Linked DNA regions of Mus musculus: regions 2, 3, 4 and 5 are each linked to region 1. The links are chromatin contacts, called in public promoter capture Hi-C maps. All regions are on one chromosome and are shown on one strand. The core of a region is the stretch at or near the end of the contact, and the rest is flanking DNA. Distances in the headings are between cores, read along the strand shown.

Evidence for each region. Promoter capture Hi-C pulls out the DNA fragments that hold promoters and counts their contacts.
Region 2: a promoter capture Hi-C map of second pharyngeal arch cranial neural crest shows a contact between it and region 1, with 3 times the contacts expected there. The contact joins the promoter of Pgm1 here to the promoter of Atg4c in region 1. A contact is called at or near these places in 10 of 39 promoter capture datasets (the 3T3-L1 cell line, 3T3-L1-derived adipocytes, the C10 cell line and 7 more), 1 of 484 Hi-C or Micro-C datasets (Th1 cells) and 2 of 115 datasets of contacts at active chromatin or transcription factors (astrocytes and large pre-B cells).
Region 3: a contact with region 1 is called in a promoter capture Hi-C map of 3T3-L1-derived adipocytes, with 3 times the contacts expected there. The contact joins the enhancer-like site here to the promoter of Atg4c in region 1. A contact is called at or near these places in 8 of 39 promoter capture datasets (3T3-L1-derived adipocytes, the C10 cell line, the HPC-7 cell line and 4 more), 1 of 15 datasets of contacts at CTCF or cohesin (pro-B cells), 1 of 484 Hi-C or Micro-C datasets (embryonic stem cells) and 2 of 115 datasets of contacts at active chromatin or transcription factors (large pre-B cells and pro-B cells).
Region 4: a promoter capture Hi-C map of pre-B cells shows a contact between it and region 1. The contact joins the promoter of Itgb3bp here to the promoter of Atg4c in region 1. A contact is called at or near these places in 17 of 39 promoter capture datasets (the 3T3-L1 cell line, 3T3-L1-derived adipocytes, the C10 cell line and 11 more), 1 of 484 Hi-C or Micro-C datasets (forebrain), 7 of 115 datasets of contacts at active chromatin or transcription factors (astrocytes, embryonic basal ganglia, embryonic forebrain and 4 more) and 4 of 9 other capture datasets (adipose tissue, embryonic stem cells, liver and 1 more).
Region 5: a contact with region 1 is called in a promoter capture Hi-C map of second pharyngeal arch cranial neural crest. The contact joins the promoter of Alg6 here to the promoter of Atg4c in region 1. A contact is called at or near these places in 11 of 39 promoter capture datasets (the 3T3-L1 cell line, the C10 cell line, the HPC-7 cell line and 8 more), 1 of 484 Hi-C or Micro-C datasets (uterus) and 6 of 115 datasets of contacts at active chromatin or transcription factors (astrocytes, embryonic forebrain, embryonic stem cells and 3 more).

What each region holds. Positions count from the first base shown.
Region 1 is chr4:99,191,967-99,195,429 of GRCm38.p6, reverse strand. It overlaps Atg4c (autophagy related 4C, cysteine peptidase), which reads right to left and starts at 1,496. Exons shown (of 11, transcript NM_175029.3): 1 at 978-1,496.
Region 2 is chr4:99,927,624-99,931,086 of GRCm38.p6, reverse strand. It overlaps Pgm1 (phosphoglucomutase 1), which reads right to left and starts at 1,636. Exons shown (of 11, transcript NM_028132.3): 1 at 1,276-1,636. The coding sequence starts at 1,521. It overlaps BC062258 (a long non-coding RNA gene), which reads right to left and starts at 1,269. Exons shown (of 2, transcript XR_003955079.1): 1 at 1,073-1,269; 2 at 1-442.
Region 3 is chr4:98,499,260-98,502,722 of GRCm38.p6, reverse strand. The region is part of intron 20 of Patj (PATJ, crumbs cell polarity complex component); the gene reads right to left. Among named protein-coding and RNA genes, the nearest start is that of Gm40210, 79 kb to the left of the region's middle. Within about 2 kb of position 1,667, at least 8 of the 459 cell types and tissues checked have an H3K27ac peak or open chromatin away from gene starts, as enhancers often do. A contact at or near this core is called in 3T3-L1-derived adipocytes, where this site is marked.
Region 4 is chr4:99,827,276-99,830,738 of GRCm38.p6, reverse strand. It overlaps Itgb3bp (integrin beta 3 binding protein (beta3-endonexin)), which reads left to right and starts at 1,581. Exons shown (of 9, transcript NM_026348.4): 1 at 1,581-1,656. The coding sequence starts at 1,652. It overlaps Efcab7 (EF-hand calcium binding domain 7), which reads right to left and starts at 1,294. Exons shown (of 14, transcript NM_145549.2): 1 at 1,185-1,294.
Region 5 is chr4:99,714,065-99,717,527 of GRCm38.p6, reverse strand. It overlaps Alg6 (asparagine-linked glycosylation 6 (alpha-1,3,-glucosyltransferase)), which reads right to left and starts at 1,898. Exons shown (of 15, transcript NM_001081264.1): 1 at 1,822-1,898.

The DNA.
Region 1 (3,463 bases), core at 247-2,746:
TTCAGGGGGCAGCAGGCATACCCATGATGAACAGACATATGTGTAGAAAAACACCCACATAACAAAATATTCTTTTTAAAATATATGTGCATCCCCTTTTATAGAAAAAGCATCAATTAAGGGGGCCTCTAAACTCATTTTACTAATGTAGACAATCCCTCACATTGCCCAGTTTTTAACTTCAGTTCTCAAATTCTTATGGCAGGTGAACCAGTTAATTAGCTTCAGACACTAGACTAATTAGAACTCTTCCCTAGTTGGAAAAATAAAAGCTTTATCATTTGAAACTCCGAAAATACATTTCAAAACCTTTCCAATCCCTCTGGGCACTTCCAAAGACTCATAATCTAATTAAAAGCCACAAGCAGCAGGCAGGAAAGATCACTCCTTTGTGTCTATCTGCTATCAACTGACACAAAATCAATTCCAAACTCCCAAGGGAATGTAAGGTCAGAAAAGGTAAACAAACAGAAGGAAATCTTCACCTAAGTAATTCAAAGATTAAAAAGCTATAAAATAATACAGTCTTAGCCCCGAGGTCGCAATGAACCTCGTGTGGAAAAGTAATCAATAAAGATAACAAAAATATACGACAAAAACCCTAAGAAAATAAACTCAAGCAGAGTTATGCTGAGCTGACCCAGTGATGTCGGGTCATCGCACGGAAGATTGTAGTCTGAGTTTCCAACTTCAATAACCCTCAGATGTGGGTGGGCATGTGAGAATGAGCAAAAGCCGGTCTATGAAGTCAGCGTTATTAGCACAGCCAGGGTATATAATGCTACAGATTGCGGTTTCAAACAACGAAAGGGGCAACGGGGCTACAGACGGACAGATTGAGATCTAACATTTCCCACACATACACTCTTTTTGTTTTAAATGAAGAGAAACAAGGAAGAGTCAATGGGATACGGCGGCTAGGGAGAAAACCTTTCCTGGTCAAGAAGGGTAGAACAGCCGGCCACTGGAAGGCTTACAGTTCAAAGGGCGAGGAGGAGTCGTCAGAAGATAACCCTCAGGAGGAAGCAGAATCGAGAGAGGCTCCAAAACCCTCCAGGAACCCAGACGGTTGGCCACGGGTCTGCACCAAGGGCAGGGCCGCCCCCAGAACCGGCCATTCGTAGACTACAAACACCAAGCTCCAACCTTCTCCACTCCGCCAGCCTCGAGCCGACCCCTCGGCGACACGGGACTGGATAACTGTACAGCCGCGCAGGAGTCCCCACACCAGACGCGCGTCGGCTCCAGCAGCCGCTCCGAACAGCGCGTACGCACCGCAGGACGTGCGGCCCGCGGCCCCGCGCGGCCACCGTAGCACAGCACACCGAAGCCTCCGCAGGCCGCGGTCCTGCAGGAAGCCCTGTCGGAGACCCTAAGCTCCCGGGCTGCAAGCTCAGAGCCTAGAGCAGTTCATTTGTGAGGGGCAGGCCCAAGTTAGATTTACAGCTGTCCCTCGTAACTGTAACTACTGGACTTCAGCTACTACCCGCCACGCACGGTGAGCGTCTGCGGTTTCGGGACTACAAGATCCAGCATGCACAGAGCTCTGGGTCCTTAAAACCAAGCCCACTTGGATTAAAAGACTAACAGTCTGTCTACTCCAAGGCAAGCTGTGGTATGGGGTATTGATTACATCCTGGTGGAGCATTCAGTTTTCACATTCAGATTCATGTTAAGAATTACAGTACAGGACCTGCCTTTAAAAAAAAAATCGGGAGAGATATACTAAATGATGTCAACATGTAATTCTACTAATATATTGTTTTCAGTAACGCAGACTGTTGGAGCAATACATAAGAAATAAGAGCAGAAACTACAAGGGGGAAAAAAATCAACAATCTCTGCTACCAGACAGTTAAACAGTTAAACATCGAGAGAATGAACGCCTTCTGGAATACAAAATATGTTCTTTGAATTTTAACTGTTTCACGATTAGAATTGAGTGGCGTTTTATTTGAAGATAGGGACTTGCAATACAGCCAGACTGACCCAGAACTCATTATCTTCTCTCAATCCCCTAGTGTTGGAATAAGAGATCTGTGCTAGGACGCTGGGAAAGTTATTTCATGTTAGTCTCATGAAAACAGTTGCCTAGAATTAATTACTAGAGCAATTTATTCACCAGTCACATGGGCCGGACAGGGGTATAACAAGACAACAAGAGGGTCATTTATTAGCATAGATAACAAGGTATCTGCTCCTTTGTCTGCTTGGATAGTTTGTTTCATATTTTGAAATGCAGAACACTTTCTGATGACTTGGAGAGGAGATAGCACAGATCTCACAAGCTGTCCTTCTCATAACTTCTATAAGGACTTGTATGAGGGTTCTCTAAGAAGCAGAACTGATAAGAGGAGTGTATATTAGACTTGCTTACAGGATGTGGTCCAGGTAGTTCAACAATGGCTGTCTCACACTGAAAAGGCCAAGACTCTGGTAATTGGTCCATGAGGCTACAGGTCTCAGAAATCCCATTCTGGCACTTGGATCCTGGAAGATTCCTGGAGCACTGTCTTCATTTCAATTCCAAAGAAATTGGATTTAGTACTGGCAGCAACTGGACAAATAAACTTGCCAGCAAAGGTGGGGCAAATGGATGTAGAACAGTTTCCTTCCTTTTTTTTATTTGGACTGCTACCAAAAAAATGTGGTCTAAATTTAGAGTGGGTCTTTCTTCTTCAAATAATCTGATTAAGAAAACTCCTCACTACAGTACCCAGCAGCTTTGGTCTGAATTAATTCTAGATGTAGTCAAACTGACCACCGAGATTTACCATCACACATGTGCTACCAGAATGGCTGTATTTTAATTTTTTGTCATACTATATTAACAAACCATGAGAACCGAGGCTTGGATTTATATGCTAACTATAGAAAAGTATGGTATATTATATGTATACCACAAGCAGAGGCTTTCTGCAGATTTATGGTAAAACAAACTTTTTAATTGGTTAGAAAAGGAAACGGTAATGCCTTACATTTTTACAGTCTCACAAGGGAGTCACAGAGGGACTTTCTATTCTCTAACACTGGCAAGGAATCCACTACCATATAAACCCCTTTCCGACTCCAGTGTGCTAAATTATGCAGTACAAGCAAGTAAATATTTAAAATCTATGATCATGGAAAAGAGTCTGCTGCTTTTCATACTCATGCACCAAACTGGAATTGCAGTGGGAGAGAACATTTCCAGTAGTGACTGGGTGGGAATGCTGATGAACTATAGTTAGGGGGAATGGGATTCACTGGTGTTTGTGGTAAATAAACACTAAGTTACAGTGATATTAAGGAAGCTTTTGAAATATGCTTCATTTCTGGTAGACATGGTTCTAAAGCAGTTTTAATGTTCAATTGTGTAAAGGAAGAGGGGTTTAAAAGTACATAATTTATGTAACAGACTGCTTTTTAGAGATTCTTAGAGCTGCAGCTCCCAGCAGTAGTCTTGCCTGTAAATGTGTCTTTG
Region 2 (3,463 bases), core at 387-2,886, 740 kb before region 1:
GAGGCCCCTGTGAGCAAGGGTGGAGCTGAAGGGATCCTCCCCACAGAGCTGACCGGCCTCTCTCCCACATGGAAAGCTGTGGTGGTCTGAACACTCCTGGGCATACAGATACAAATCCCAACTTCTTTCTCTGTTTGTCAATGTCTGACCCATCCAGGAAAGTCTACATACAGAGCTCAGTTTAGATCTTGAAAACTGGAAAAAGAAGGTCTTGCAATTTATGAGTCCCTCGATTTTCAGAAGCCACTCAAGTGGTACCGGAAGGTCCGTGCTGGATTCAATGTTCCCGTTATAGTTTTGGTAAATTCTTTAACCTGCCCAGGCTTTTTAGTACTCTCCTCGGTGACTTTAAAGTACCCATAATAGCGTCTTCCTTATAGGGCTTCAAGAGGGTTCTTGAGACACACCAGTGAAATGTTTGTCACGGTGCTTGGCAAGGCAGCTTGAAATAAGTTGAAATACAAGTTATTGTTGAAGGGAATGGGCCCCAGAGGAGCTGAGAGAAAGTCCAATGTTATTGTAAATATACAAAGAAAACGTGTTCCTTAAAACTTCTTTTAAAGTATCTTGTAGAAACAAATAACCAATTCCAAATCCACATTTACAAATCATCAGATTTATAGGAGAAAAAAAAGTTTCACCTCTCTAGTGGACCTGCTCAATTAAGACAGTTAACCTTCTTAACCAGGGGGCGGAACTGGGGGCGTTGCATTAATTTCCTGGCCTGTCAGGACAGCTTGCATAAGAGAGCCCTTGGGTATATTGTTATTGCTTTAATGAAAATTCAGGTCCAGCCCCCTTGGTGGAACAGGTCCAGCAGAGACTGGACTTTTCAAAAGCCTGAACCCAGGCAGCAGGCCCGGCAGGGGAGGAAGCGCCTTTCCCAAGCCAACCAGAGGGCAGGGAGAGAGGCTTGGCACCTGCGGGCCCAGATCGCTGGCTTAACGCCCCAGGGGGATGAGTGCTCCGGTCACCCCGGCCCTCCCAACACCTGGCCTCGAGTCAGCGGGAGGTGCCCCAATCCCAGACCAGAATAGCACAGCGCCACGCAGGGTCTGCACGGCGGGCTCACCTTTCCCCGGCATAGCCATTGCGAAACGTGGGGTGTGGGGGGATGGGGTGGACGGGAAGCCGAATAGGGGTGTGGGGGCGGGGGTACTGCCAAGGTCAAGGGAGCGTGCGCGGGGCGGGGACGGGATGGTGGCGCGCACGGAAGCGCCGGCCCAGAGAAGCCCGCACGTAGCACACGCTCAGCCCGGCCCGCGCGTCCCTTACCCCGTTGGCTGCAGCGATGCGTACGATGAGCTGGATGGCCTCGGTCATGTAGAAGCGGCCGTCCCCGCCCACAACCAGCGTGGCCTCCTGCCTCAGCGCCGGCTCCACGGTAGAGACGATGCTCTGGATGAAATTCTCCGCATAGTTGGCGTTGCTCTGGAAAACCTTCACTCGCTTCCGCAATCCGCTGGTGCCCGGCTTCTGATCCGGATATGCCTGCGTCTTCACTGTCACGATCTTCACCATGGTGGCGGTTGGCTGCGAGGCGACAGTGGCTGCGGCTCTGGCTGCTGCAGAGGGCTCAGGGTCCGCTCTGCTCTTGCCCTGGAAACGATGGCCCAGGGCCTGCCCACGGCCCGCCCACTTCGCCAAAGTCCGGCTGCCTGGGAAGAGGGACGGGTCACGGGGTCGAGAGGGGCGGAGTCTCCCCGACTGACACATCTCTACCTGAGCCAATGGTCTATATAAAGAAACTAGCTCTTTAACTGGAGAGCAGAGCTTCATCTATCGATCATAGTGCAAGGACGAAGAGTTCAGCACGTTACTGTGATTGGACTAGAGTGTCACGTATACATTCCAGAAGCTGGTCTAAAAGACAGAAAAGCCATCCTCCGACTTTTTTTTTTTCTGCAAGGACAGGCTCAACCCCAAAGTTATATTCAGCTTTCTACTTTTTATGTGTTTGCTGTGGGCCACATGCTACTTCATTAGTGATTGTGGATATCCGAAGAACTGATTTGTTTAGTGTATAGTTTCTAGATCTTCCAAAAGTACGGGTTTTATTTTTCCGTGCTTCTGCTCACAACACTGAGAAATTCCGATAATAAAATCCTTCCTCGCCGGGCGGTGGTGGCACATGCCTTTAATCCCATCACTTGGGAGGCAGAGGCAGGCAGATTTCTGAGTTCGAGGCCAGCCTGGTCTATAGAGTGAGTTCCAGGAAAGCCAGGGCTACACAGAGAAACCCTGTCTCGAAAAACAAAACAAAATCCTTCATCACTTGAGGAAGTTCAGCTCAGTTTGGGTCTGAACAAGCCAGGCAGGCTCTTACCAGGGTTGGCCTGTCTGTCATCCATCACGTTTGACAACTAGGAAATGGAAACTTTGAAGGCAGCCTAGATAAACATAGATACAGCTATAAGGCGTCAAAGGATTACTGTGACAGCGGACCCAGTGATTGTGAAAACAGCAAGAGCTAAGGCAGTCAAAAAGGATTTGATTATTCGGTAGGAATATTTTCTTCTGCCTTTCTTAGTTTTTTTTTGTTTTTGTTTTTGTTTTTTTGTTAAGAGTCTCTGCTTGACAAATGTGTCATTTTAGTATACCAAGAAAACAAATACCTTTAAGAAAGTTAAGTCTGTGAGTGTCCATCTTAAACAAATGTAAAACCTTTCAAAAAGGATTTCTGCAAGAAAGAGGTTGTGGTGATGATGACTGTGCCTGTATTCCTACACACACACACACCCAGAGAGAGAGAGAGAGAGAGAAAGAAAGAGAGAGAGAGAGAGGGAAAGAGAGAGAGAGAGAAACATTCCATAGAGGCATAGACCTATACAGACTTGAAATGACCCCAGCTTAGTACAGTCCACGTGAAATCAGTATTAGTTGATGCAGTCATCAGACTGTACTTAAAACCTATCAAGCCTAAAATTATCAGCTCCTCTCTCCAGTTGCAGTACTAGAACATACTGATAACCCATGAACTGAGCTTGTACTCATACTTTCACAGTGGCTAATTGGTGTCTCTTGATCAAGCAGGGAGGTTGGCTGACATATGTAAGTTCTGCCTCAGAACAAATGCTAATAGGTATATGGATATGAAGTTTATGTGTATACAGCATAGCTGGTTATAATCACTGTCATTGAGCTTCTGTGGTAGCTATGTGGAAACTGACAGCTGCTCATAATTTCTAATATTTTCCTAAGAATTTACAGCTTATAGTCATATTTTTGTAAAGTAAGTTGTGTTTTCAAACTCATTAGGTGAGAAAATTAGTTAAAGGTAGAATAGTGAGTGTGACTGAGATTACCTAACTCAAAAATGAAAATATAGCATAGAATCCTCCAAGTCTTACAAACATCCACTTTAGATTTATATAGTTTACATTAGTGCTTTCACCTAGGTACTAATAAAAAGTACTCAACAAATGGTATCACACAAAGTGCTGGGCTCAGACTCGGAACCCAT
Region 3 (3,463 bases), core at 418-2,917, 690 kb after region 1:
TTTCCCACAAATACATATTGAGTCAATAAAAAAAGATGCTTAACATCACTAACCACTAATTAACAAAATGCAAATCAGTCATAACGAGATAGATGTGCTGGTGCAAGTCTATAATCTCTGCTCTGTGTCCCCAGCACTCAGAGAGGCCTAAGGCAAGAGAAAGTAGAATTCACAGCTAGCCAGAGCTGCTTTGAGTCTGCAATGCCCACCACAGGCCATATTTTAAGGGCCTGCAGTGATATTTTGACAGCAGCTGGTCACCAGGAATGGGCCTCTTAGGGTTCCAGTCACCTCTGGTTCCAGCCTGTGTTCTCTGTTCCCTGTTCACCATCCCTGAATAAGCTTCTCCCACATTTCTGCCACCAAGAACTATTTCCTGCCATTTTGCCTTCCCTCTTATAATAAACAGGTAGAAATCCCTTTGAAGTAATGAGCCTCTTCCTTTACATTTTCTGCTGGGCAGCTATCAACTCATACAACAGGACAGTAACTAAGGCACTGGGATATGAGCAAGTTGTCATCTCAAAGCGAATCACACAGTAGGGCACACTTGCTACTCACAAACACAAATTTGAAAAACTCAGGCAAGCCAGCATTAGCAAGGGTGTGGCAAAGCTGGACACTGAACATTGCATGGTACAATGCTCTGAGAAAAGCTAACCCAATCCCTTTGGTCACATCACCATAAGATCAGAACCAGAGAACGAGGAAAGGAAAATACTTGGCTGTCGGAGACAATGTTGAAGGTCCTTCTTGAGGTCTCTGAATTCTGTTGGTTTAAAATCAGGGTCTAACTTAGCACTGACCTCAGATTTACTGTGGAGCAAAAGCCGACCCTGAACTCCTCACCCTCCCGCCTCTACGTCCCATCAGTTGGGATTACAGAACCTGGTTCATACACTCCATGTACGTACCATGCTCAGCTCTTCCCAACATCTTCCTATGGAAACGCCCCATTCTTAACATGCCCCATGAACATACACATTTCATTTATAGTGCTTAGTATTTGTGAGTTCTACAAAAGTTCCAACAAGACACTTCTAACAGAATACCTCCCCAATAAGCATTTCCATTAATAATCTGGGCCAACTATGACTTTAGGACTTCAAGAGCAGGGACTTCATATTCAATGGACTGTGACTGCAAATTCTTCTCTTTTAAAAACTTGCCTTAGACTCCTAGAAAATGCTTACTGGTCACTATGACCTGTGCATTCTCAGTTATTCTGTTATTCCCAAATAAACACCACAAGCCTTCGGAGAATCTCTGATTGTGATTTAATTTGGCAACCCAAGAGAACTGAAAACAGGTGATGAGCAGGTATTTATATACCAATATTTACAGCAACATTATCCATGAATAATAGGGTGGAGGACTAGAGACACTGCTCTACTAAGAGCTAGACTGATCAACCTAGGCCTCCCCTGAGGCCCTGGTATATAGAGAAGTGTTTGGCAAAGCCAGTAATATCCTTAGTCCAGGGCCTTGAAACCCACTCATCACACACCTTGGGGCACTGATGTATAGAGAAGAAACACAGCCTTCTCTACAACCAGGAATATGCTTGGCAGAGCAGGTCATGGCCTGAGGCCAGGGCCTTGGGGGAACTATGGCTATGGTTCAGTCCCAAGACTGCTGTAGGCTAGATTTATAATGCTCTTGAGAAACCACGTTGCCCTTGTGCAACTTTGTTTAATTAGCTTCCCGCTGCCTTGATCCTATTGTATGACAGACTCTGCTTACTCTGCCCCACTTCTCTCCTAGAAATAGAACATAAGGTGCTGTACTTCTTAATGAGCTTATTTGGTCCAAGACATAGCTTGACAAGACCTCTTGGTCTCAAACTTTCTTATCTTCTCTATGTTCTACCATTTGCTTCTGAGCTTCTGGTCCCCTTTCTGAGGACCCTGTCATTGAAGAACAACTTGCTGGTCCAGGTCATGGCTTCGTAGCTAAAAGCACATATGGCTGTTTCAAAGGATCCTGGTTCAGTTCCCAGCATTTACATAGAAAGCCAAAATGTGGCACATGAGAGAACATTCGCCGAAGCTTCAGGCTAAAACCATCATATATTTTGCAAGTACAAAAAAGAAGCCATTCTCTAGAACTTCCCTTGCATAATTGAAAGCAGCAGCAGCAGCTGGCTGGATGACACAGGCACCTGAGAACTGAGGCAAGTCCATTTCACGGTGGACAAGAGCATGTTCTACATAGTAAGCCCATGTCTCAAAAACTGCAAAGGCAGGAGAGACGGGGATGCCAAGAGGCCACTTGTGGGAAATAAGCAGTCACAGGTCAATGAGGATGGGTCTACGTCCATGAAGAACAGAAGGCCAATCCTCATTCCAGCCTGAAGGTGGCAGCACCTGTAGCACCGGAATAATAACACTGTCACAAATTTCCTTGTCACATTTGTCCCCCAAGTTTCATTTGTGGATCCTAAACAAACCAATTTGTTGTACCCACAGAAAACTTTTCTGAATTCTGCACTAACATTGTCTCTCACTTTAACAGATACTCTCCGGGATCAGCTCTGAGAGGGTCAGAAGAAAAGATTTTTCCATTGAGACATACATACAGGGTTAATTCTTCTACCTCAGTGAGGTCGTCTGACATACACATGAATGAACCTTGAAGAGCTTATGCTTCATGAAGTAAGCCAGACATATAATGGTAATTATCACAGCTTCACTTCTATGAAGTAGTCAAATTCTTAAACAGAAGACAGAGTTACAGTTAGTGCCAGGGAGAATGGGCAAGGGGAGGGCATTTATTAATTGGCGGGCTCACCATTCCTATGAAGGAAGATAAGGTTCTGGAGATGGACAGAGATGGTGGTTACACAACAGTGCAATGGTATTTAATACCATCAAACTATATGCCTAAAAAGTACATAATACAGACATTTACACAATTTATATGGTCGGCCAGGTGAACAACACATACAAGAAACTGTCATAGTTCATCCTTTACCTAAAACAAGAGCATGTGGGTGGTGGAGGAGAATCAACATAGAACTTCTTAGGTATTATTTATATGCTATAAATAGAGTCTTAATAGGACAGAGTAGTAATGTTCCTCAACCCTCTTGAGGACCTAACTGGGTGCTAGGAACTACATGTTCATAATACATTTGAATAGTTTTAAATCCTCTCAAGGATTGTAATATTATATATGTTAATAGTATCATTGCATATCTTAGTTTATTCCTAAATCTGAAATAACTATGTATATTACACAGGTAGAAAATTCCATATGTGACTTGACAGAATACAGGCCACAGAAAATACTGTACACAGTCATCTTCAGGTTCGAGAAGTTATGTAGGAAACAACAAACATAGATTACATGATAATGTATGAATGATTACATGGTAAGGTATGATTGATTACATGGTAAGGTATGATTCCAGAAGTCCATCAGTACAAACAGCGGGCAAGTAAAGATCCAAGTCCACCCTACC
Region 4 (3,463 bases), core at 332-2,831, 640 kb before region 1:
AATCAAACGTCTTATTTAATCCTTTCTACACTGACCAGGCACTTTTTGTCCATTTTACAGATGATGAAATTGAGGGACAGAGATGTCACCCAGTCAGTGGTAATTTGTGAAATCTCAGTCATTTCTTCTTTTAATGTGAATGAAGGTTTATTGAACAAAGGCTACTATGCAGGGCAAAATTGTTCTGGTGGTCTAATGGCTTCCAACATTGCTTTATCCTGCGTTGACTTCTAAAAATACATTCCAATCTAATAAATTGAATAGTTCAAGTTGAACAATAAGATGACACAGGTAGGGTCCCCTTCAGGACTCATTGGATTCATACTCAGGAGGCCTAAATCACTGGCACCTTCTTGAATTATGTAGGTCTTTTACACTTGGGAAAGAAAGATAATAATCGCTTATCATGGATGAAGTACCCTATTTATAATACACAGACCGCCTGCCTGACACTTTCATATTACACCAGATTTAGAAGGACCCCATAGGGATGTGGTGTCACAGTCTGGTTACTGCAAATTGGTATCACCATAATTAAACATCGGTTTTAAACACATATGCGTGCGCGCCATCTCACAAACGGGAAAGAAAACTATTCCAATAAGGAAGAGCAAGCACTCGGCTTACAGCAAGCAATTTAAAAACATTTTTAAGGATCTTCAAGTGCTCCTTCCAAATGGGGTTATTCTCACATGAAAATCCCTGGACAGAAATGTTCCAGAATTCTATTCTTTCCCTTCCTGTGAAGACAGTCCAAACTGAAGCTTAAATAAATATATAATTGCACCCCTAGGGCTCGGAAACCACCTTTTATTTAAAATTCTAGCCCAAGTCTGAGACAGGGGCCTGGAGAGTATATTGTAGCAAACGGCTCCATAAATAACTAGGCACACAATAAGCAGGAAAAATAAACTGTTAAAAGCGCCTAAGGCGTCTAAAGGGCCAAATGAAAACAGAGAGCCATCCAGTCACCGTCGCTGCACCGTGAAACAGTCACAACTAATCCCAGACAAGCTCTCTCCGTTTTTTGTACTCCTCTGGCCACGATGCTGCATCCCCTTGTGTGTTTCGGGGCATGCACCGGCTCTTAGGAGGACACAGAAGTAAACGTAGCAGATGGGAGAGGCGGCCGCACAATGAAGAGCAGAGCGAGCGACAGAGCAAGAGAGAGGCTTGGTGGCTACCTAATTTCAGCTCACAAACCAAGAAGAGCAGCCAATTTTCGTTAGTAGATCCGCGAACCTCTCGGCGCAACCGGACAGACCTCCGCCTTTTTTAGATTACCATAGCAACTGCGCCTCGCCGCCACCGGAAATAAGAGGCAGAGCACCTTCCAAACGCTCCGACCAGAGATTTGTGGACCATTGACCGAGAGAGAACAGCCATGGCATTGTAGCTTATCTGTTGCGAGGCTGGCATGTCCACAATAGTGAGGAGGGTCGTGCGCTGCATGCGGCTGGGGCTAAATGGATTCTGGCCTTAGACTCCCTGCACCATTTCCTTGAACACGTTCAGGCTCTTTCTCGCGCGGAGACTGTTTCCGGCGAGCTGCATACGGGGTGACACCTCATCCAGCGCTTACTACGCGGGCTTTTTATGCTTCCGCGTTTGCGGTTTCTCAGTTGGTTCTGTCCAGCAACGGAGTCCCGAAATGCCGTAGGTATCCCTTCCCCAGACGTTGCTGTTTTGTGGGCCCTCTATGAGCAAAAAGAGTATACAGGAAGAGTATGCCGTCCCATGGTCACCTTGTCTTTTTTATTTCTATAAACTTTTCTCTGTTGACAGCGTCGGGATGCTTGGTATTCCCAACCTACCTCTACCCTTCCAACACTTCTTTGACTCTTAAAACTTCACATCATTGTGTAAGCTGCGGGCTAAATCTGAGTAATGTCTAACTTGAAATGACTAAGAATGAAAGAGTATATTAAGTAAACATTTCTCTGTAATTTGTAGAATTTTTAAATGCTTGTTAAGCATTTGTGTAGTGAGTTCTCTGAAACTCGGGAGAGATTTCATGGACTGAATGGATTTCAGGCACTGAAAGATTCTTAAGATTATCACTTAGCAACTCAGTAATAAGTGATTTACTTTTCTTACTTATAAAAATAAGCTTGAAAAAAGTAAAAAGTGGGTTTGTATTGGGTCATCTTTAAGTTACAGCCCAACCCCAATAATGTGATTACCGAAAATGACCATAGTAGAGATGGGTATTGTGCTAGACTGCTACCCTTCGGCTACCCTACATAGGCTATATAAAGCACAGTTAGCGGTTGTATAAACAGGTTTTTTTTTTTTTTTGTTTTGTTTTGTTTTTAAAAAAAACAGGGTCTTTTTAAAGAATTTGAGGGAGGAGGAAGACCTAACTCTTGTAATACTTCTTTGGCTACCCCCGTACCAGGCTGATTTAGGTACTTCCTGCTAGGGTAACATTTTCCTGTTTGAGTAAAATGCAAACTAAGATATTATCGGGGATACTTGTGTAAGATATGAGCTGACATAAAAGAAGGAGGACCTTCGGAAATAACAATATTTATTAACTCACCATTCTAAAAAGGTTTATCTTTTAATGCATTAGAAAAATGTCTATTATAACATTGCTGGCAAAGATGAGGGAACAAAACTTAAGCAGGAAAAGAATGAAAATGAATTTGGTGTGTAAACTATGTTCCTGATCTGTTTACAGAAGTGAGGAACCAAAATCTATTGGAAGTGGATATTTTTCTGGCAACTGGCAACTTTAATATATGAGTAGATGTTGTTATATTAGAAGAGTTTCATTAAGTACATTGACATCCCATATTTTTAGCAGTTGTGTTGGTTGGTCCATTTTTCTAAAGAATCAGGGGCTTGTATAACCCAGGCTGATCTTAAACTCACTTTGTAGCTGAAGAAAACAACAAACTTCTAATTTTCCGTCCACCTCCCCCAGTGCTGGGATTGCATACCGCCCACTGTTTATTCAGTGCTGGGGGTCCAACCTAAAGCTTTGTGTATAGTAACTGAGCACTGTACCTGATGAACTACATCCTAGACCCAGCTTTGCTGCTAATGTGTTTTAGCAAAGAGATTAAAGCCATCATAATAATTTCATGTATGAAGCATAGTCACGCTGTAGCGCAGTGGTTCTCAACCTGTGGGTTATGACCCCTTTGGTGGTCGAACAGCCTTACACAGGGGCCACCTAAGACCACTGGAAAATATAGATATTTACATTATGATTTATAACAGTAGCAGAATTAAAGTTATGAAGTAGCAACAAAATAATTTTATTAAAGGGTTGCAGCATTAGAAGGGTTGAGAACCACTGCTTTGGTAGCAGAGTTCCGTCTTCGTTAGTGAGATGCTTTGTTTTTAAATGTGATAAACTATGAAGTCAAAGTGGTACTAATAGAAACCTTGGGAAGTTCTTATAAAAGATAGCTAAAAAAAAAAAAAAACCATTTTTTTTATAATGTGGATGAGT
Region 5 (3,463 bases), core at 649-3,148, 520 kb before region 1:
ATCAAAATGCAATCAGGTATAGTGACGCATGCTTCCTATCCCAGCATTTTTGAGGCAGAGGCAAGCAAATCTCCAAGTTCAAGGCCAACCTGGTCTATAAATCCAGTTCCAGGACAATCAGAGCTACACAGAAAAACCCTGTCTGAAAAAAAATTATTTTTTAAAAAAGAAAGAAAAGCACCAGTCTTGCCAATAAGCCAGCCTGGTGGGAGCATTTTTTTTTTTTAAGGTTTATTTACTATTATATCTAAGTACACTGTAGCTGTATTCAGATGCACCCGAAGAGGGCGTCAGATCTCATTACAGATGGTCATGAGCCACCATGTGGTTGCTGGGATTTGAACTCAGGACCTTCAGAAGAGCAGTCAGTGCTCTTAACCACTGAGCCATCTCTCCAGCCCGGGAGCATTTTTTTTTTTTTTAGTTGAAGTTCTCTTCAACTAAAGCTTCCTACTCTAGCTTGTCGAATTGACAGTAAACTAGCCAGCACACATGTATGGTACTACAAATTAATAAAAAAAATAAATAAATTGAGCTAGAGAAAGTAGCCAAGGAACTAAAGGGATCTGCAACCCTATAGGTGGAACAACATTATGAACTAACCAGTACCCCGGAGCTCTTGACTCTAGCTGCATATGTATCAAAAGATGGCCTAGTCGGCCATCACTGGAAAGAGAGGCCCATTGGACTTGCAAACTTTATATGCCCCAGTACAGGGGAACGCCAGGGCCAAAAAGGGGGAGTGGGTGGGGAGGGGAGTGGGGGTGAGTGTATGGGGGACTTTTGGGATAGCATTGGAAATGTAAATGAGGACGATACCTAATAAAAAATTAAAAAAAAAAAAAGAATTGAAAGAACACCCTGCATTGTATTTAACCATACATTTTTAAAGCCACAGATCAACAACAGAAACAACAACAACAAAAATTACCTAAGGGGGTAGGGTTAATGAGGAGGGGGGTTCTCTGGAGAGGTCTTGTGAGATGAAATGAATATTGTTATTTGAACTGAGAAACAGAAAAAGATACGTTCCCTGGGTGAGTGATGAGCAACAAGTTCCAGTAGAATTATGTACAGTATGGTTCTGCAAGCATGTTATTCCAACAAACGAGCTTATGAGGAAATGCCATTCACTTGTTATTCAGAACAAAATTGCTATGCGAGCAAAGATCATTTCTAGTCCTTTCAATGTCCTTCCATCCTTAGAGTTCGGTTGGCAGAAAGCAGGAACCCACTTGACTAGAGAAGGTAGTCGGGGTGGACAAATGTGGGCAGGAGAAGGGAGGAGAGAGTGAGGGATACTACATTTTCGGAAGTCCTGTGTGAAACACAGTGAAACACGAGGTCTCACCGTGTTGCTCTGGCTAGCCTAAAACTCTCCAATGTAGAACAGGCTGGCCTGGAAACCTGAGATCCTCCTGCCTCTGCCTCCCAGTGCCACCATTCGGGCTATCTCCCCCTTAAACAGCAGGCGACTGCTGTGCCACCTGCAAGAGCAGCTCAGCAACTTTCTCAGGAGGCCACGCACAGATAGCAGGCACATCCCGACAAGGGGCCAGACCGTCAAGTCCCAGACTTCTTTTTCCTGCTAAGGTACCCTCGGGACATCAGCCTCGGGAGGGACAGACCCACAGGACGGCGGGGACAGGGTCGCCGAGGCCAATCCGGCCAGGCCGCGTCACTTCTGCAGGACAGCCACACGCCGGGGATCTCGGGGATGGGCGAGACCTCCCAACAAGCCCCCGAGAAGCCCGCTCGAGCCGGCTGCCGGGACCTCCCGACGCCTGCCGCCTCCAGACCTCGGCAACCCCAGGCTCTTACCAGCCTCTGCTCTCCAGAATTGGCGCCCGCAGAGAACCAGCGAATGCGCCTGCGCACTCACAGCCCGAGGAGCACGCGCGCTCCCAGCGGCGCTCACGGGAGCGAGCCCGTAAGGCGAGGGGGCGGAGTGGTGGGCGGAGTCATCGTGGAGGGGCGGGACTGGGAGAGCTAGACTGCCACGTTGCGGGAGGCGGGGTGCAAGCCCTGGAATTCGAGAAGCCTGGCGGCTGGGGTTAGGTCAGGGGCAGGTGGAAAGCCCCTTGCTCCTCTTTCCCGGGACCACGGCCAAAGCTTGAGCGGCTGCTTAGCCCACGGATTCCTGTGAGGGGCGGCTCCTGCGCTCTTCGCACTGGCGAGCCCTTGGCCAGTCCTCATCCCGAGTGGCAGGTCTTCCTCCTGGGTCAGTGCCCTACAGCAGCCAGCCTACTTTCTTAGAGCTAAGCAAAGACTACTTGCCCCAGTAAAGTTGAGAAGTTACTTCTAGTGAGAAACCGTTTCTAGAGCCTCTGGGTTGAGCCTATGAGCAGCAATAGCTACACACGGTGACATTCTCACCTCTAGGGAGGCTGAGGCAAGAGGATGGAGAGTAAGAGGGTCAGCCTGAGATACACAGCAAGACCCTGTCCCTGACCCGCCAAAAAAAAAAAAAAAAAAAAAAAACTCCGTCCCAGAATAGACACTACATGCCCCATCAGGCAACTTGAACCATCCGTTCCCACATTTGCCAAAAATAATATCCCCCTCCTTCCCTCACACCCTGCTTTTGATTTGTGCCATTTTGTAGACACCAACTCTGACATAAGTGAAAACAAATATTGAGTATTGCTGGGGGAGGTGAATTGGGGGTGGGGGAAGAAGTATGTGTTACCTGTGTGTACTTGAAGAGATCAAAGGTCGATGCTGGTGTCTTTCTCTATCCATCCCCACCTTACATTTTGAGACAGTCTTTCACTCAACCTAGAGCTCACCTGTTTGACTACACTGGAGTCTCTGCTCTCACAAAATTCTCTTCAAAAAGCATTTCCCATGCAAAAAAAGAATAGAAAGCAGCACAATGAAGTGCACACTGTCACATTAGTAGTATACACACCACAGTCCATGGGAGTTAAGACAAGACTTGGACTCGGTGTAAACTATTAACTGTCAGGAAAGGCTTCTTCCTGAATGAGCCACCTTAGCTTTGAAAGAAAAATCAGACACAGGTGATAATGGATGTGTCAGAGGGAAAAGTTATGGTTAGACCAGGGTGAGAACTAGGAAGGGTCAATGGGACAGGGGATGTGTAAAGGTCTTTGTAATGTAGGAAGTGTGCAGGACAGCAAGGTTAAAGGAAAGAATATTATGGGATGGTCCCCAAGGTAGTGTGTTGGGAAGCTTGGAATCGACTTGGAAGAAGATGCTACACTGTAGTGAATTTGATGTGATGTCAACACAACAAAATACTAACACTTGTGTGCCACTTGTGAATCAGAACCTAGGAAAGATGCTGGAGCTAAAGATAGAACGTTTTTATTTGCTGAAGAAATGAGGGAGCTAATGGGGAAGAAAGATAAGCAGCTGTACTTAAGTGAGCGTGTGTTAGCCCGCCAGGAGGAGGTGAGCTGATGAAGTCTCTAGCATGCTGACACATGCTGTCTGAAGC